Regions from separate parts of the Danio rerio genome. Here region 1 is linked to region 2. Evidence: chromatin contacts called from public HiChIP or PLAC-seq data. All regions are on one chromosome and are shown on one strand. Each heading gives the region's core, a stretch centred on a gene start, on an enhancer-like site or on the middle of the called end of the contact. The rest is flanking DNA. Distances are from core to core; before and after follow the strand shown.

Region 1 (3,845 bases), core at 1,217-3,716, 110 kb before region 2:
GGGGCAGTGGTTGACGGGGCTGCAGTCGCAGGGGCGGACAGCTGCAGGACAGCTACATTGCGAAGTGGGGAAAAAGCAGAGTGAGAGGAGGACAGGAGGTTTGCGGTGGCAGGTAAGCTCTGGATGAAGCTGCAGTTGGGGGATAGCTGTTTGTGGCGCTCTGCGGGACAGTCACCAGACTGCCAGTTGTCAGCAGTCACATTGCAGCGGAAACACTGGACACGATCACCCAGTCCAGTGTAATAAAAGCCAGCTCGTGCAAGACTTCTTTCAGTCACCGCTGCGGTGGTGGGGAACTTGGCATATGTTGAAATTCGAAAGAGTTCAGAGGAGTTATCATACTGTAAATCCGCAGGACCACTGGTACGACACAAACCTCTTAAGAAAGCACTGTTTTGTAATATTTCCATTTGAGAAAGAGAAATGGGGAAGGGGATAGCCAGCAGAGAGAAAGGCTTGATTGTCATACCCTGTGTGTGTGCGCACGCATGTAGATGTTAATGATGAACTATGCGAGTAAGACAAACTAGATTACACAACCTTTGAAAACATTTATAAAAAAAAAAAAAAGACTCCTCTTTATGTCCTTACAACACGCCTGGATTACAAAACAGTGGGTTACTCAACTGGGTTTCATCACAGAACCGGTGACATGTGCCCTGAACTAAAACTGCATGAACATAATGTGATGCACAACTTAACGTTTAGATGATCATTCTAGAGACTCTGGAAGCTCAACCTTTATCAATGAGAAATACACCACTATTACACAAACCAAAACACATTTTTAAAAGTGAAGAAGTGCCTTCTTTGAAGTGTAACATATTAGTAAGAAATCTAACATACAAACACTAAAATGTGACCACAGGGTGTATCCATTCAAATCTTTCTCTCTGCTGGACATCCCCTGAATGGGGTCTAGTCGTCCATGGTAGAATACATGACCTTATTAAAAAAATTTATTAAATCTTGAACAAACAGAATGCTGACGTGGGATGTATGTGCTTCCTTCTCCTATGATGCAGGAATCTGGAAAAAACAAAGAGATTTTTTGTTAAATACACAGACCTTAACTGATGTCCTGTTTGAGTTAAAGATGAAAGGTAATAGTTAAACTTCAGTCAACAAGATGCGGTGAATTATTACTGAAAATACTTAGTATAATAAATACTTTTATGAATAGGATTTCGCAACCATTTTCCCTGTTGTAAAATATATTTTTACAAGGACAGAACTCACTTGAAGTAAGTGTATTTAGATTAGATTAGTGGTTTGCTGCAAGGGAGAGATTAAAAATTACAAAAGGTATATATCTTTTTTAAATGATGGGGTTTGATAAACAATTTACAATAAACACTAGAATATTTTCATAATAATTATCAACTTGAATTTCGACAAGGCTGTGATTTATTCTTCAAATCATTCAGGTTAACTTTTAGTATCACTCTACATAATTACAATGACAAAAATTATTTAATGTACACATATCCCATTATCAGTCATAATTAAACAAAATTGTATGTATGCATATATATATATATATATATATATATATATATATATATATATATATATATATATACACATACATACAATTTTGTTTAATTATGACTGATAATGGCATATGTGTACATACATACATATATATATATATATATATATATATATATATATATATATATATATATATATATATATATATATATATATATATATATATTGGTGTTACCCTCTCAACTCTTATAACTCTTATAACTATATATATATTGCTGTTACCCTTTCAACTCTTAAAAGTTTTGATTATTTTTCCGTGTTTTAAGTCTCACTTCCTCATTCCTTCAACGAATTATTTAACACGTAACTTAGGTTTACCTATGCAATTTCAATCCCGGAAGCCAGACAACATTTAAAACATTGACCTGTTTATACTTCAACCTTTATTTATAGCACCTTGTTACAACCGAAGTAGACCAAAGTTATTTACATCAATATTTTATGGATAATGCAAAAAAACAACAACGTAACGCATTTCCGCTAAATGATGATGACGATTATTCAAATGACAAGCTTAAGTTTCCAACTCTTGTTCTGGTATGTTCTGTCTATTTACATAATTCTACATGTCGAATAAGAAACTGCTCGATATGAGTCATTCCGTCTGCATGCAGACCACGAGTTTGGCCAATGAGTCGGAACCACTGGTAAAATCCCCTATTTGCGGTCAACAGACAGTAAGCACTGCCATTTTCTACCGAGGACTTTGGGTGTTGCATCAGACAGCGAGTTCTTCTGTTTAACGTTAAAGTTAGATGTCAAATAGCAAGACCTACAATCCCGCAACTGCCATTAAACAGTGCCATCTGACAGCAGAATGGTTACAAAACGATCGACTCACCTACGCTAAGAATAAAAACGCATTTTGTTCAACAGCACAAAATGTCCTTTCTTCTGTTCGATCCAGTACGGCTGGTGAAACGGAAATGATGTCATATGCCATTCTTTTATTAGCTTGTTTTTAAATGTAAACATATATATTTATTGTATTTTATTGTGGGTGAAGTAGACCAATGCAACTGTCCATAGCTCGATTTCAACTAAAACAACAAGAGATAAATTACTGATAGAAATGTTCATGGCAATAAACTGGAATTTATGTACGAGATACAATTTATAGAGGAAAAAACCACAACAGAGAACTTGATTAATGATTTGAATACAGAGGAAGTGACTTTTTTCTCTCTTAAGAGATTCGGTTTACAAGGTTAAAATCTGATTATAATGGGGGAAATTAATTTATTTCTATTTTATTTTATTTTCTAAAGGGGGAAATACCCCAAAAAGATTAAATCTTAGGTTTGCCTGTGTTTTTTTTTTTGTTTTGTTTTTGTTTTTTTGCGGGTGAGAACGAAACAAAGCCCCGGAAATGTCCCCCCAAGTACTCACTGCATGGGCGAACCATATATGGTTACGACAGATATTAATGTTATTAACGTCATCTCTCGGACCTCGTCATCAATATATTTTTATATAAAAGTTATATTTTTAATAAATAGTGTACACAATAGACAATAGTGTTAACTTTTTTTATTCATGTTTTTCCACATTAAATACCATAGTAATTTATAGAAAGTAATATATAGTTTTTGAACCACATGGTATATGGTAATTTGTGGTAATTATGGTAGCAACAAATATAGCAATACAGACAAATTAACTTTTAATAATTAATTTAAATACACACAAACACACACACACACACATATATATATATATATATATATATACATACAGATACATACATACATACACACACACACACACATATATATAACATTTGATACAGTTTAGTAAAAGATAGTTTATCATTTTTTACTGTATTCATTTTATATCATTAACTATAGTAATTTATTTTAATGTAACACATTATAGTTTATTTTTTATATTTTATAACAAAACGACATTAAGTATGACAACATTAAGATTCTAAATTAGGCTGCGTCCGAAACCACAAACTTCCATTCTATATAGTACGCTAAAATCAGTATGCGAGCCCAGTAGAATGTACAAATTCACAGAATTTGAAAATCAGTATGCGAGAAGTACCCAGATGACCTACTACTTCCAGCGAGATTCTGAAGTGTGTATTCCAAGCACGCTGCACTATCCTATGATGCCCCACCATAGAATTCATAAATGGGAGTGAAGTGATGCAACTGAGGCAGGTAGGTCACGTCACCAAGACAAAATGGTGGATGTAGCACATTCAAATTCCATTCATAATGCTCATAATGCTTCATACTGTATAGAACGTAATTTTCTAACGGCTGAGTAGTATGTTTAAATTC
Region 2 (3,784 bases), core at 1,169-3,668:
GTTTTAGCTTGCTCTCTTTCAGCATTCAGGCCCTTTAACATCAAGTGTGACATGATAATATAAAGCAAATCCCCAACAAACTGTATAACAAATATAAAATCAACACATGACAAAAAAACCTCTCCGTTTAAGCGAGTCTGCATCATACATTTGTGCCGTTTAATTACAGTGTGATAAATGCCTTTAATCTGACACTTTGCACAGGAATTATAGTGCTGTATTTTAATAACAACCCTTTTATAGACCTTTTTGAGGGATGTAAACAATAACAATGGTCCTAATCTATTTACTGTTTTACATTTTTTACTTCTTCAGCTTACAAGAATCCAAAAAGGTCCACATATTGATAAATAATGTTATGATAGCTATTTAAATGCTAAGTAATGATTTAATTGCATCTTGTTACAGTTATGAAATAGCTTGATAACAAGCAGCGAATGTTCGTGGGCCAATGGCAACATCCCATTGAAATGGTCTATACGGGGTAAAAATGGCAGAGGAATAGCCTAAAGATTTGACTTTACACTAATATACTTATTGTGTTCATATTGTATTGCAGAACACTGGTGCTACTGAGGTGGGATGTGATATTAGGTTAGGGACAGGTTTTGTGGTATGAGGGTGGGTTAAGGTGTAATGGGTCAACAGCATAATGATAAAAGTATTTACAAAAATTTATTACAGGCCTGTAAATAACTTTATAACATAAATACAATTCCTAAACATTTTCGTAATAAATGCATTGTACCAAATTATTAATTAAAATGTAAGTACATAGTAATTAAGACAACTTAATTCTCCATGTGTCTATGTGTATTTTCTAGATGTCTATGGGAGTTAGGATCCTGCTTTTTTTAGGTCTGACAACGTTTACTGCCAACCAACTTTCATTGTGAGAGCAGCTCAAACATTTTGCAAAACTTCACAATTTGAGATGCATGAATAAACCTGGATAAACTACATCAAATGCACATATAATTAACATCTTGGTTACTTGCTAATTACTTACCAATGTTAATCTCATCATCGGTCTCAGCATCTCCAATGCATTCAAACTGGAAATCCTGAAGCGACTGGGAGAATTTCTGCACAGCTGCAGAAAGACCTGTTCAGAAGACAACAGAGTTATGTGATGGAGCTTTACTGCAATTTCAGCATATTTACATCAACTTACTCATTACTAACAATTTGTTTGGTCAAACGGGAAGGACATGACCTCACAAATACTCAATTAAAGACTTAGTTCAAAGTCCTTTTTTGGGAAGACATTCACTGCCTTTTGTTTGGCACAAAAGCCAGAAGGAGCCTTCAGCTGGACTGCTTTGTGGCAGAGAATAAAGGATAAAGTTGTGAAAGAGAACACTGTTGAAACTAACAAAAAATAGTCAGTGCTGAATGGACTTGAGAAGTTCAAAGACTAAGACTAGTGCAAAAAAAAAACATATCTAGAGGGAGGCAAGGAGGAGCCATGTTAGCGAAGTGGCTGATAACAGCATATCTAGTAGAGACTCGTCTTCTTCTTGATATCATATCAGATCCCAGCTGGGTGAATAACCAGGCGTTTGATGATGAAACATGCACACACACCACAACCCCGGCCTGAACATGCTCACTTCTAAAACCTGCTAGATATTAGAGTTGATAAACACAGGTTAATTAAAAGCAAAGTGTAAGACAGAGAAGGCTCATTTACACACTTTTCTAAATCTGTAGTTTCACTAATTTTGATGAAATATCTACAGTAGGTGTTTAACAGGGCAAAAGGTCAGGCACTACAAAAGTTCCTTTCTTTTTAGAAAACACAAACCCATTCAACTACACTGCTCTATCTAATCTACATCAGTGCTTTGAATTCTCACTTTTCCCCTCACACGGTTAAAGTAAATAAAAACTAGCAAAAATAGTTCAAATAATGTAACAACAATAACTAGAGAAAAAAGAATTAAAGTCAGATCACGTGTGAGTTAAATCTCAATACATCACTTACTTTTCAAAACACACATACACGACCTGTAACTTACTTTTAAGCGCACTGATAAGCATATTTCCATCTTTGATTAGTTCCTTGATGAATTTATTGGTACGATCCAGTTCAATTTCGTGGCATTTGAGTCGCTCTCTGAAGTCAGGACTGTCCAGAAAAGAGTCGCTGAATTCCAGCGCCGGGAGCCCCATTGTAAACGTCCGGATGAATGAAACGGTGAAACAAAGGCTGACGAACACAAGCTACCGGAAAAGCTTTGATTCTCGGGGAAAGTAGGTTTCTTGATAGTGTGAACTTTCAACGGTTACGAGTCCCGAAACTCTGTATCCCGAAACCCCACTTCCGGCATTCTGTTTCCCTGCTGGATCACGGAGAGATTGAGCAGAGCAGAGGGAGAAAGGGAGGCTCGCGGTGACTCCTACTGGTCTGATCCCGCTCACCTACAGGACGACATCAGGACATGATTACACCACTGAGCTGCTGCTGCTGGGTTTACTTTTTAGGCTACTACACCCTCCTGGGGTCACTTTGTAGAAGTTGTATGAGCCTGTGTACTATGAAATACATATAGCCTATTTTGTAACTGAGGTTCAAAACTCTTGATTTTTTTATATTATATTATATTATATTATATTATATTATATTATATTATATTATATTATATTATATTATATTATATTTATTATATTATATTATATTATATTTATTATATTATATTTATTATATTATAACTTATTATTACTTTAGATGGTTTAGGCATAAAAATAAAGCTAGAATCCTATTTTCTTATTTAAATATATATGGGCAAATATGTTTTGAAATGTGTTTAATATCTTTTTAAAATATATAAGAATATCCAAAAATTACCAAATAATATTGACACATTATTAGAATATTACAAATATTATTTACATAAATATATTATTTAAAAACATATTTTTTAAATTATATATATTTTAGATGTTTTATATATTTTGAAATCATTCATTCATTCATTTTCCTTCAGCTTAGTACCTTTATTTAACAGGGGTCGCCACAGTGGAATGAATCGCCAACTTATCCAGCATATGTTTTAAGCAGCCATACCCATACACACCCATTCACACAAATACACGTTGGCCAATTTAGTTTATTCATTTCACCTATAGCACGTCTTTGGACTGTGAGGAAGACCAGAGTACCTGGAGGAAACCCATGCGAATACGGGGAGAACATGCAAATAGCACACATAAATGCCAACTGACCCAGTCGGGACTCAAACTAGCGACCTTCTTGCTGTGACCCGACAGTCTAACCACTGAGCCACCGTGCCGCCCTGAAATATATTTAAATATATATATATATATATATATATATATATATATATATATATATATATATATATATATATATATATATATATATATATATTATTCCCTCTAAAATTAATTTTGAATATGTGATAAATATATTTGAAAATATATTTTAGGTTCAATAAAATTCATTGCTAATTCTAGATTGTTCAAAATAAATAATTATTTTGTTTTAATATTTGGCCAAACTGCACATCTATTTTCTGTGCAATCAAAGTATGGCTAAAAACAAGGCAGATCATTTTGTATTATATGTCGCATGTTAGTCCTGGACCAACCCTACAGCCCCTTATAGGATAGGCAGTTTGATAAAAGGATGTATATTTGGACATCCCTAAACCTTGAGATGAAGTCAAAGTAACATTATGAGCATCACATGACAAAAACATTATTAACAAAACATAAAAAAAGGTCAATATCAAAAGTATGATAAAGAACACATTTTTTG

Evidence for each region. HiChIP or PLAC-seq counts read pairs in DNA pulled down with a chosen protein or histone mark.
Region 1: an H3K4me3 HiChIP or PLAC-seq map of embryo shows a contact between it and region 2, with 2.6 times the contacts expected there. The contact joins the promoter of birc2 here to the promoter of arhgap42a in region 2. A contact is called at or near these places in 1 of 18 Hi-C or Micro-C datasets (embryo) and 1 of 4 datasets of contacts at active chromatin or transcription factors (embryo).

What each region holds. Positions count from the first base shown.
Region 1 is chr21:24,302,548-24,306,392 of GRCz12tu, reverse strand. birc2 (baculoviral IAP repeat containing 2) reads right to left here and starts at 2,466. Exons shown (of 9, transcript NM_194395.4): 1 at 2,396-2,466; 2 at 1-1,029. The coding sequence starts at 410.
Region 2 is chr21:24,195,165-24,198,948 of GRCz12tu, reverse strand. It overlaps arhgap42a (Rho GTPase activating protein 42a), which reads right to left and starts at 2,418. Exons shown (of 24, transcript NM_001202443.2): 1 at 2,022-2,418; 2 at 1,010-1,105. The coding sequence starts at 2,175.